3 separate regions of the Sus scrofa genome follow, and all the other regions are linked to region 1. Evidence: chromatin contacts called from public Hi-C data. All regions are on one chromosome and are shown on one strand. Each heading gives the region's core, a stretch centred on a gene start, on an enhancer-like site or on the middle of the called end of the contact. The rest is flanking DNA. Distances are from core to core; before and after follow the strand shown. Region 1 holds the start of DNASE1L1 (deoxyribonuclease 1 like 1). Region 2 holds the start of LAGE3 (EKC/KEOPS complex subunit LAGE3). Region 3 holds the start of FAM3A (protein FAM3A).

Region 1 (3,395 bases), core at 109-2,608:
TTTTCCCGCTGTGCCATAAGAGAACTGCAAGGGCATATGCATTTAAAGTGATCTCAGAATATTACTCAGCCATTAAAAGGAAAGAAATACCGGCATTTGCCGCAAAACGGATGGACCCGGATATTATCACGCTAAGTGAAGTTAGTCAGCCAGTGAGACACCAACATCATGTGCTCTCACCGACATGTGGAATCTAAAAAAAGGACACAACGAACTTGTTTGCAGAACAGATACTGACTCACGGGCTTTGAAAAACGTATGGTTTCCAAAGGAGACAGGTTGGAGGGGTGGGGGGATGCACTGGGGGTTTGGGATGGAGATGCTGTAACATTGAGTTGGGATGATCCGTGTACAACTACAAATGTCATACAACTCACTGAGTAAAAAAATAAAACAAAGTGACCTCAGATACATCAAACCACCACACTGCACCCCGCTGTCACGGGGCCCCTTTCCCATGTCCCCGCCACCCCGGGCGAGCCCTACTCGTTCACCCTCCCTCCCGGCTGGAGCCCCCTCTCCCGGAGCGTCTCTTTCAGTTTCTCTTTCTCTCAGGCTCGCAGGCTTTGCCCTGTCCGTTGGGCTCGGGCCCGCGCTCCTCTCCAAGTTGGCGTCGCTCGCATTCAGCGCCTCAAGTGCCTCTACTTCTTCTTTTGCCTTTTTTAGGGCCAAAGCTGCAGAGGGATCTGAGCCGCGTCTGCGACCTACACCACAGCTCACGACAACGCCAGATCCTTAACCCACTGAGCGAGGCCGGGGATCCAACCCGCATCCTCCTGGAGACTCGTCAGGCTCCTTACCACTGAGCCACGCCTGGGAACTCCCCTAAGTCCCTACACTGCGAGCTGCCTACTTTCCTCCGTCACCCTGTCACCTTTCCTTTTGGGCTCCCTTTCGGACTGGCTGGGCTCGATGCCTGTTTCTCCCTAGCCACCTGCTCTGTCACTCATGCTACTTTGGGTCCTCTGCCCTGGGGCCTATTCTGGGATGTATGTGGGCATTTGGGCAGCCCCGGGCTGGCAGGGGCAGGCTCGAGGGCTCTGGGGCCGGGGGCCCAGGAGGGGGGAAGGCAAGCACTAGAGAGTTCCTGGTCTCAGCCCAAAGCCGGGTCCAGCTCCCAACGCCCCAGCCCCCGGATTCCCTTCCCCTCTCACCCTCCCCCACAGGCTGGGGGCGACTTCCTCCTTTTCTTTGGCCAGACGGCTCCCATACCTGCATAGACCGGGTCGTCTCCACGCCTGCCTGCGCTGCGAGCGGATCGCCCCACCCCGAGGAATCGCAGCGCCTGCCTGGGAAAAAGGAGGAAGAGACAGTCAGCCCGACTCACCCTTCCGGACCGATTCAGCCACCACACCCTTCCCAGCGGGCAGGCCGGGCCTTAGCTCCGCCCTGGCGGCCGCAGGGAGGGCGGGCGCCTGGTCTGGGAACCACGGACCTGCCCGCCCACCTTCCCACCAGATCCAGCCTTCCTGCCCTCGTGAGACCCAGTGCAGGCGGAGGCCAAGGGACGGCTCTGAGCAGATGACAGACCTGTGAGTCAGAGTTGGCCCGTGCCAAGGGCGCGCCGCGAGGAGTTGCTGGCGCCCACGTGCAAACCCTGCTGTGCAGTCTCCCAGGCCCAGCGCTCAGTGCCTGTCCCCGGCCGCCTCCAAGCCTGATCTGGTGGGGAAGACACCAGAACTGGAGCGTGTGCCTGACAGAGGGAAGCCCCGCGACGAGCCTGGGCATCCCCGAGGACAAGAGCCTTCTCTCCATGTCCTCGGCCCGGGCCTGGTGTGGCTGCACACTCCTGAGTGATCTGAATAAGCAAAGTGAGCAAAAGTCGGTGCAGGAACTGGCCATGGTGGTGGAAGCCGAGGGCGGACTGAAGAACTGTGCGGGAGAGGAGATTAGAGAGCTGGCAGCTCAGTGCCCTGTGGCGGTCCTGCACTGTCGCTGCTGGAACAAGTAGGGGGCTCGGGTGGTGCCTGCAGGTGGATGATGGGCCCTCATTGGATGGTCTTCCGAGCAATGTCACGGTTGGGGATGGTGATGGGCAGAAGGTTGGGAAGAAAAAATGTAATCAATAAAATTATGCTTTGCTTTAAAAATAAAAAACAGGAGTTCCCATCTTGGCACAGTGGAAACGAACCGGACTAGTATCCATGAGGACGCGGGTTTGATCCCTGGCCTTGCTCAGTGGGTTAAGGCTCTGGCGTTGCTGGGAGCTGTGGTATAGGTTGAAGACATGGCGGGGATCCCGTGTTGCTGTGGCTGTGGTGTAGGCCGGCAGCTGTAGCTCCCATTCGACTCCTAGCCTGGAAACTTCCATATGCTGTGGCTGCAGCCCTAAAAAGCAAAATAAAATAACATAAATAGGGAGTTCCTGTCGTGGCACAGCGGAAACGAGTCCGACTAGGAACCATGAGGTTGTGGGTTCGATCCCTGGCCTTGCTCAGTGGGTTAAGGATCTGGCATTGCCGTGAGCTGCGGTGTAGGTCGCAGATGCGGCTCGGATCTGGGGTTGCGGTGGCTCTGGCGTGGGCCGGCAGCAAAAGCTCCGATTCGACCCCTCGCCTGGGAACCTCCATATGCTGCAGGTGTGGCGGTAAAAAGACAAAAGACTAAAATACAATAAAATAAAATAAATAAAAAACAGACTGCTTAACGAGTACAGGCCTTTCTTTTTGGGGTGATGAACATGTTTGGAACTAGTTGGAGGTGGTGGTTGACAACACTACAGATGTACTAAATGATATAAAATACTATTATATATATAAATTTCTTTCTTTTTTTTTTTGTCTTTTGTTGTTGTTGCTATTTCTTGGGCCTCTCCCGCGGCATATGGAGGTTCCCAGGCTAGGGGTCCAATCGGAGCTGTAGCCACCGGCCTACGCCAGAGCCACAGCAACGCGGGATCCGAGCCTCGTCTGCAACCTACACCACAGCTCACGGCAACGCCGGATCGTTAACCCACTGAGCAAGGGCAGGGACCGAACCCGCAACCTCGTGGTTCCTCGTCGGATTCGTTAACCACTGCGCCACGACGGGAACTCCCTATATATATAAATTTCTTATTGCATGTTACATGCTGCGATATATTACATATTACATCATGTAGTAAATTATATTACATACATATATAGTACAATTCTGTAATATTGTTAATTATATAAAACTGTATGTAGGTGAGTATGTAAAATTATGTAATGTAATATATACAATATATAACATAACATTACATATGTTACAGAATATAAAATGCGGAGCTCCTGTTGTGGCTCAGGGGTAAGACCAACTAGTATCCATAGGGCCGCATGTTCCATTCTGGGTGCCGCTCAGTGGGTTAAGATCCGGCGGCGTTGCTGTGAGCTGCGGTGCAGGTTGCAGATGCAGCCAGTTGGGATCCCTCCATG
Region 2 (3,266 bases), core at 424-2,923, 66 kb after region 1:
TGGGCCATGATGGGAATTCCTCCTCTCCCATCTCTTAAATTATCTTCAATGACCTTGTAGCACGTGACTGTCTGAGTCCCAGAACCTCCTCTCTAACCTGAGGACAACGGAGGTGCTACAGCTGAAGATAAACTCAGACGTAGCCTCGAAGCTCGATTTTATTTTCTGTGGTTACGAAACATTTAAGCACCAAACAAATAAGCGGATCCTGAGTGCGCAAGGGCCAGTACGGGCAAAAGATGAAGCCCCCATAATAAAGTGGCAATTCTGGCAGGAATCGCTGCCCCAGGAGGGCTGCACTGTCTGGGAAGGGACACAGGGCAGACCTTGGCCCCTCTCCCCAGCCCTGGCTTAGCGGCTAACAGGGGGCCCAAAGCGCTGCATGGTCCGAATCACCAGGGAAAGCTGGTCAAGAAAGTTTACGATGGAAATTCGGAGGAGGCGGGAATCGTCAGCTCTCCAGTGGCTGAAAGTGAGGGAAGTGACAATCAGGCAGGCGGCGGCGGCGGCGCCTCCAGTCCCTAGCTCGGCGCCTCCATCGCTCCCCAGCCGTTGCGATCTGCATTAGAGGTGGGCGCAGGGCAGCGCGTCCGCTCCCTCCCGGTCCTTGAGCGTCTGGGGAGTCGCCAGTAGAGCGCCCCTCGGGGGACCTGGGCCCGCCCACCTGCTGCCACTCCCGACCCGCCCCTTCCAGCACTTACACGGCCAGGTCGCTGCCGCTCACTGTGAGCTCCTTCCCAACCGCCCCTCGGTGGGGCTCAGCATCTGGGGCCAGCGAGCCGCGGGCGATCTCTGCCTCCCAGGAGGACGGGAACGGCACGCTTAGGGCGCTGATGGAAAGTCGGTTAAGGCTGTGGAGTTGGTGCTGTGGGCCGGGTCTCAGGCCGCCCTGACCAGGCTCGTCGCCTTCGGCACCGCTTCCAGCCCCTCCAGACCCGGCGTGGCCCTATAACCGCTCCCGGCGGCCGCGGCCTCCGCCTCGCCTCTCCGCCCCCCGACTCCTCCGTCTCCTCGTCGCTCCCCCCTCCCACGGCGGGCGGCCGCAGCCCGTTCCCCGCCGTCCCCTCGGGCAGGATACAAGACGTGTGCTCGGCTCCGTGGCCTTTTGGCTGCGGACGCGGGGTCTCCGCCCTCTTCCGAAGTGCGCTGGGCCGGCGCCACAGGCGGAACGCCCGCGGCGGCTACGGCAGCAGCGCCCGCGCCGCGGGGGCGGCCCCGGCCGCCAGGGGCACCCCTGCGGCCTGGGCCCTCGGAGCCGCCCGCCGCGCCGCTCGCGCCGGCGGCTGCGTCCGCCGCCTGCATGGCCGCCGCGCTCCGCCCTCGCCCCGCCCTCGGGCCGCGGCTTTCGCGGCCGCGCTCGCCCCGGCGGCTGAGAAGCTCGGGCCCCCTCGCGAAGCCCCGCCCCCCGCGCCGGCTCCGCCCCGCGCGCCTGCGCAAACCGGCCCCGCCGGGGCCGCGGGCCGTGCGTGGTCGGTTCCGGACCGTTGCCTCCCGCGGGGGTGTCAACCGGACCGGACGCGACTGGCCGCGGAGAAGCCGAGCCTCCCTCCGAAATCCCGGCCCCGCGCACGCTGTGTGACGCGATTTCAACTTCCTTTTTCTGTTTTCCTGCAAGTTTTTGACAGTGATTTTATACTCTTTTTTAAACTGGAGACACATTTTTAATCAAAAGTAAGTTTTTAAGGGAGTTCCCGTCGTAGCTCAGTGGTAATGAACCCGACTAGTATCCAGATTCGACCCCTGGCCTCGCTCAGTGGGTGACGGATCCGGCGTTGCCCTGAGCTGTGGTGTAGGTCACAGACGCGGCTCGGATCCCGCGTGGCTGAGGCTGGGGTGCAGGCCGGCGGCTACAGCTCCGATCCGACCCCTGGCCTGGGAACCTCCATGTGCTAGGGGTGCGGCTTTAAAACTAAATGTTTTCAAAGTAACGTGAAATTCTTTTTTTTTTTTTTTTTTTTTTGTCTTTTTGCCATTTCTTGGGCCGCTCCCACGGCATATGGAGGTTCCCAGGCTAGGGGTTGAATCGGAGCTGTAGCCACCGGCCTACGCCAGAGCCACAGCAACGCGGGATCCGAGCCGCGTCTGCAACCTACACCACAGCTCACGGCAACGCCGGATCGTTAACCCACTGAGCAAGGGCAGGGACCGAACCCGCAACCTCATGGTTCCTTGTCAGATTCGTTAACCACTGCGCCGTGCTGGGAACTCCATTTTTATTATTTATTTATTTCTTCGGTTCTTAATTTTTAATATAAATCCTATCAGGTCCCTGCTTGAAATCCTGAAACAATATCCTGCTGCCCTTGGAATCCAAGCCAAACTCCTTGCTGTAGCTGATAAAAGCCCTGTGTGCCCTGGCTCCCAGCTCCTCCACCTGCAGCTGCCTGCTTCCTTGCTCTGTGCAGCCTCTAGGGCATTCTCTACTCCTGCTCTTTGCACTTCCTCTTCCTATTTGGCAAACGCTGTACCCAGACTTTCCTAGGACTGCTTCCTTCTGGTCATTAGTATCTTGGCCCCGGTGTCACCTCTGAGAGGCCTTCGGGATCACCCATCTGACGTATTGCCATGCCCAGGCACCCTTCATCACAATGTCCTTTGCTACATTTCTAATAATCCGAGGCTGTCCTTTTGGACCCTCCTCCGCTGTTCCTGTATTGTCTCTGGGAACTTCTCCCGGCAGTTTATGCCCTAGGTGGTTTGTTGCTTGTTGGATGAAACAGTATTAACTACAACATTCCATCACTGTTAGTTACTCCTCGGTGTGAAACAATGTGTGCACAAAGTTACTCCCCGCAACCTAATGGGGTGGAGAGAAGCCATTGGACAGGAGCACTTGTCTCTCAGTGCAGACTGGGTGAAATCAACAACGGTACATTTACACACTTTTCCTCAACAGCACTGAGAAAGAATGAAAACCTCTAATGAAAAATGAAATGATTTCTGGAATATATCGTTATGTGAAAAAAGCAAAGTGCAAAGAACACCCCCACCCCCACCCACACATGCTTATTGAAAAGAAGAAGAAACACAGGATGGAGAACCCCGAAACTACTGAAAATGAGCACCTATAAGGGTGATTGCATTTCTTGTAATATAACTTTTTGTGTCGTTTTGACTTTGAACCATGTAAATATTTTATATATCCAAAAACATGTTTGGGGAGTTCCCGTCGTGGCTCAGTGGTTAACGAATCCCACTAGGAACCATGAGGTTGAGGGTTCGATTCCTGGCCTCGCTCAGAGGGTTGGGGATCCGGCGTTGCCGTG
Region 3 (3,190 bases), core at 168-2,667, 88 kb after region 1:
CCTGGGACCTTCTTGGTGTCAGCGCCCCGGGTTACCTGTTGGCCCTGATCTTCCTCGACCTCTCAGTTGGCTCTGCAGCCTCCGGCTCAAACCCTGCTGGGCTGGCTTGTGGATGGACAGCGCCCTGGGGCCCCACCCAGACACGCCTCGTCCTTCTTGCCTGCTGGCTTGGTTCACCTCCACTGTCCCCTGAAAAGCTGGCCTTTCCCAGGCTCCTGCCCCAGGCTCCCCTCACTGCTGACACTCTCCTCTGCCCCCGGCCTTGGATTAACCCTCACCTGGCAGAGCAGTGACTCGATTTTCCTGCCCCAGCCCTGACCACTCTCGCGGCCACACCTTCCCAGCCAGTTACTCACGGGCCGGCTTCCCTAGGGTCACATTCATAAGGCGGCAACCTTAGCAGCTATGAAATCCGCTCCCAACCCATCCCTCCTCGAGCCCCTCATCTTACTTGTCTGGGCATGAGCAGGGCTGCCACTGGGGTCACATGCAACCCCAGGACCGCTTTGGCCAGCTTGTCCTCTGAGACCACCGCCTCTCCACCCAGCCCCAGACTCCCTGGAGCCTCTCTCCCAGTTGGGAGAAAACGACCATCTTACTCATCGCACAGCTTGGGGAGGTGCACTCCTCGGAGATGAAAAGATCTGCTCAAGGTCATAGAATGAGTGTTTCTGCAGAGGCCTCCATTTCCAAAACCCAACCTTAGGTCCCCCCCAGCGGCTCGGCCCCGACCCGTCCAGACACAAAACTCCCTGGACACCCGGGCCTTCAGGAGCTCTCCTTGCCAAGTCCCTCTCGTTCACTGTGCAAGCCACCCACCTGCCAACCTCATGTCCACTTCTCCCGCTGGGTTGGGGCCGCCGGCAGGTGCAGTGTTTGGGGACAGAGCGCTCTGGGGGGCAACAAAAGAAGAGCAGGTTGGGGCGGGGGTCTGGGATGGGCCCGTGCTGTGGCCTCTGCGCGATCGCTGCAAGGACTTGTTCATTCCACTACCTGACCAGGCTCCTCGGGAACGCGGAGAGAAGCCTTGCCGGGACCGGAGGGGCCTCTGGAACCTGTCGGCTCACGGTCGTGCCCACGGGAGCTCCGAGGGCTGGGAAGTCGAAGTGGTTCCCTCGGACGCGGGCCCCTCCCGTGGGAGGCCCCGAGCTCAGGCCGCCCCTCTGGGTCTGGCGGCCGGCGGCGCGGGTTGGGCCGGCCGGGGACGTGCCTGACCGCGGGGGGAGGCGAGCTCGGTCGGGGGCAGCCCCGTCAGGCCGGCCGCTCCGCTCCGCTCGGCGCGGCGAGGCCAGGGAGCTGCGCTGCGCGGCCCGAGAAGCCTGGCAATGGCGGCCCCGGGGCGGGAGCCCGGCCCACGGGCGCCACCTCCGCTGTCGGCCGGGCTGGGCGGCCGGGCCCCCGGTGGGAGGGCCCGGCCCGGCCCCGCCCCCGACGCGCGCTCCCGCGCAGTCGCGTGCTGCTGAGGGGGAGGAGCCCGGCCCGGCCCCGCCCACGAGGTTTCGGCTCAGACCCGGCTTTGAGGGCTGCGGCTAGGCTCGGGCCCCGCGCTCGGCTTTCTGAGGCCTCGGAAGGGGCGGGTGGGTCTGGGCGCAGGATGAGAAATTGTTTCAGAGTTAATCCACGTGCCTCTTAGAGAAGTGGGGGTAGAGACGAGCCCGGCGGGGAACCGGGAAGGCGACCAGGCCAGCGGGCTCGGCCCTGCCACACACACGCCCTCGCCGCCTGCTTTCTAGAGGGAGGCTCCCCGCTCGCTCTGAGGATGGCGGGGCGTCTAAACGCCGCGCTGGGAAACGCCTCGGGCCTCCGGGCGCAGCGCCCAGCGCACCGGGAGAGCTGCGGCCAGCCCTGCCGCCTGGACCCGTCTCCCTGGATACTAGCCGCATTCTTTTTATTATGATTTTTGTCTTCTCTAGGGCCGCACCCGCGGCACATGGAGATGCCCAGGCTAGGGGGCTAATTGGAGCTGTAGCCGCCGGCCTACACCAGAGCCACAGCAATGCCAGATCGGAGCCGTGTCTGCGACCTACACCACAGCTCATGGCAGCCCCGGATCCTTAACCTACTGAGGGGGGCCAGGGATCAAACCCTCAACCTCCCGGTTCCTAGCCGGATTCGTTTCCACTGCTCCATGATGGGACCTCCACTAGTCGCATTCTTAACCCGCTGAGCCACAACAGGAACTCCAGACTGCTGGTTCTTGGGGACAGTGTATACTGCTCAGAGCAGGCGTTCTGGGAAGGTGGCTTTAATGAGTCCCCCTGAGAGTCCAGAGGCAGACCATCAGCCACAGGGGCACCACACTGGCGATGGACCGGAGGCCTGCGATTCGATTCATTCCTGGTCTTCTGTGCCGCAGGGGCAGCCCTGTTCCTCTGGGGACTTGGAGAGGATGAGACCCTTGTGTCCCCACCCAGCCTCTTGCCTGTGCCCCAGTGTAGCTCCCATAGCTGCGATGCCAGTTTGCTGTTTCCTTGGCTCCTTGTGTCCCTGCCTGAGGCGAGGCACCCAGGGCAGTGCCCTCAGCCCATCCCTCATCGCCCTCAGTACAGACCCCAAGCGCTGAGCTGTCGTTTGTGGTGATCATGTGCTTATGCCCCTGAGTAGGCACCCAAAGCTGAGGTGACAGCTGGTGGTCCTCAGTTGGGCCCTCATGTCTTCGTTCCGTCTAGGCAGCCAGAGCTGAACAGACTGTCCTCATGCGCGACCTTTGGCCCCAACCCTAGATTGGCCAACTGGATCTCGGGCGACAGTCAAACACCCTCACCTGAGGTCGTCTCTGCCACAGTGTAGGAATGACCCTGATGGCCCGCGGCTTTCCATTCCAGGGTGGGTACCAAGACATGTGCCTTCACTGACCCATCTCACCTGGGCCCTGGCGTTTCAGGGCCCTCTGCTGGGCCAGGTCCCTGCCCCACTAGCTCCCATTGCTGAAGCACTACTCGTGTGCTGTGTCTTGGTTCCTGCCTCAGGGTGGGGACCTCACCTGTCTCTTGTGCCTTTACCAGAGCTTAGGCACCCAGAGTGGACGTGAAGTGACTCTACACCTGGGCCCTTAAGGCTCACCCTAGGCCAGCATCCCAAAGCCAAATGGTAGTCGAGCCCTGAAATTTGGACCCGATGCCTCTAAGCTGGTGTGGGCACCCAGGGCTGAGGGCTACTGGCTGTCCTCACGTGGGCCCTTCTGCTCTGT

Evidence for each region. Hi-C and Micro-C count contacts between places; a contact is called where the count stands out from the background.
Region 2: a Hi-C map of retroperitoneal adipose tissue shows a contact between it and region 1, with 1.8 times the contacts expected there. The contact joins the promoter of LAGE3 here to the promoter of DNASE1L1 in region 1. A contact is called at or near these places in 1 of 5 promoter capture datasets (liver), 9 of 47 Hi-C or Micro-C datasets (blood, embryonic fibroblasts, fetal liver and 4 more) and 2 of 2 datasets of contacts at active chromatin or transcription factors (alveolar macrophages and skeletal muscle).
Region 3: a Hi-C map of liver shows a contact between it and region 1, with 1.8 times the contacts expected there. The contact joins the promoter of FAM3A here to the promoter of DNASE1L1 in region 1. A contact is called at or near these places in 2 of 5 promoter capture datasets (fetal liver and liver), 19 of 47 Hi-C or Micro-C datasets (alveolar macrophages, blood, embryonic fibroblasts and 10 more) and 2 of 2 datasets of contacts at active chromatin or transcription factors (alveolar macrophages and skeletal muscle).

The regions. Positions count from the first base shown.
Region 1 is chrX:124,936,211-124,939,605 of Sscrofa11.1, forward strand. It overlaps DNASE1L1 (deoxyribonuclease 1 like 1), which reads right to left and starts at 1,359. Exons shown (of 8, transcript NM_001038632.1): 1 at 1,213-1,359.
Region 2 is chrX:125,001,533-125,004,798 of Sscrofa11.1, forward strand. LAGE3 (EKC/KEOPS complex subunit LAGE3) reads right to left here and starts at 1,674. Exons shown (of 3, transcript XM_003360514.3): 1 at 1,079-1,674; 2 at 702-830; 3 at 141-466. The coding sequence starts at 1,659. The coding sequence ends at 352.
Region 3 is chrX:125,023,702-125,026,891 of Sscrofa11.1, forward strand. FAM3A (protein FAM3A) reads right to left here and starts at 1,418. Exons shown (of 9, transcript XM_005674051.3): 1 at 994-1,418; 2 at 820-892. The coding sequence starts at 832.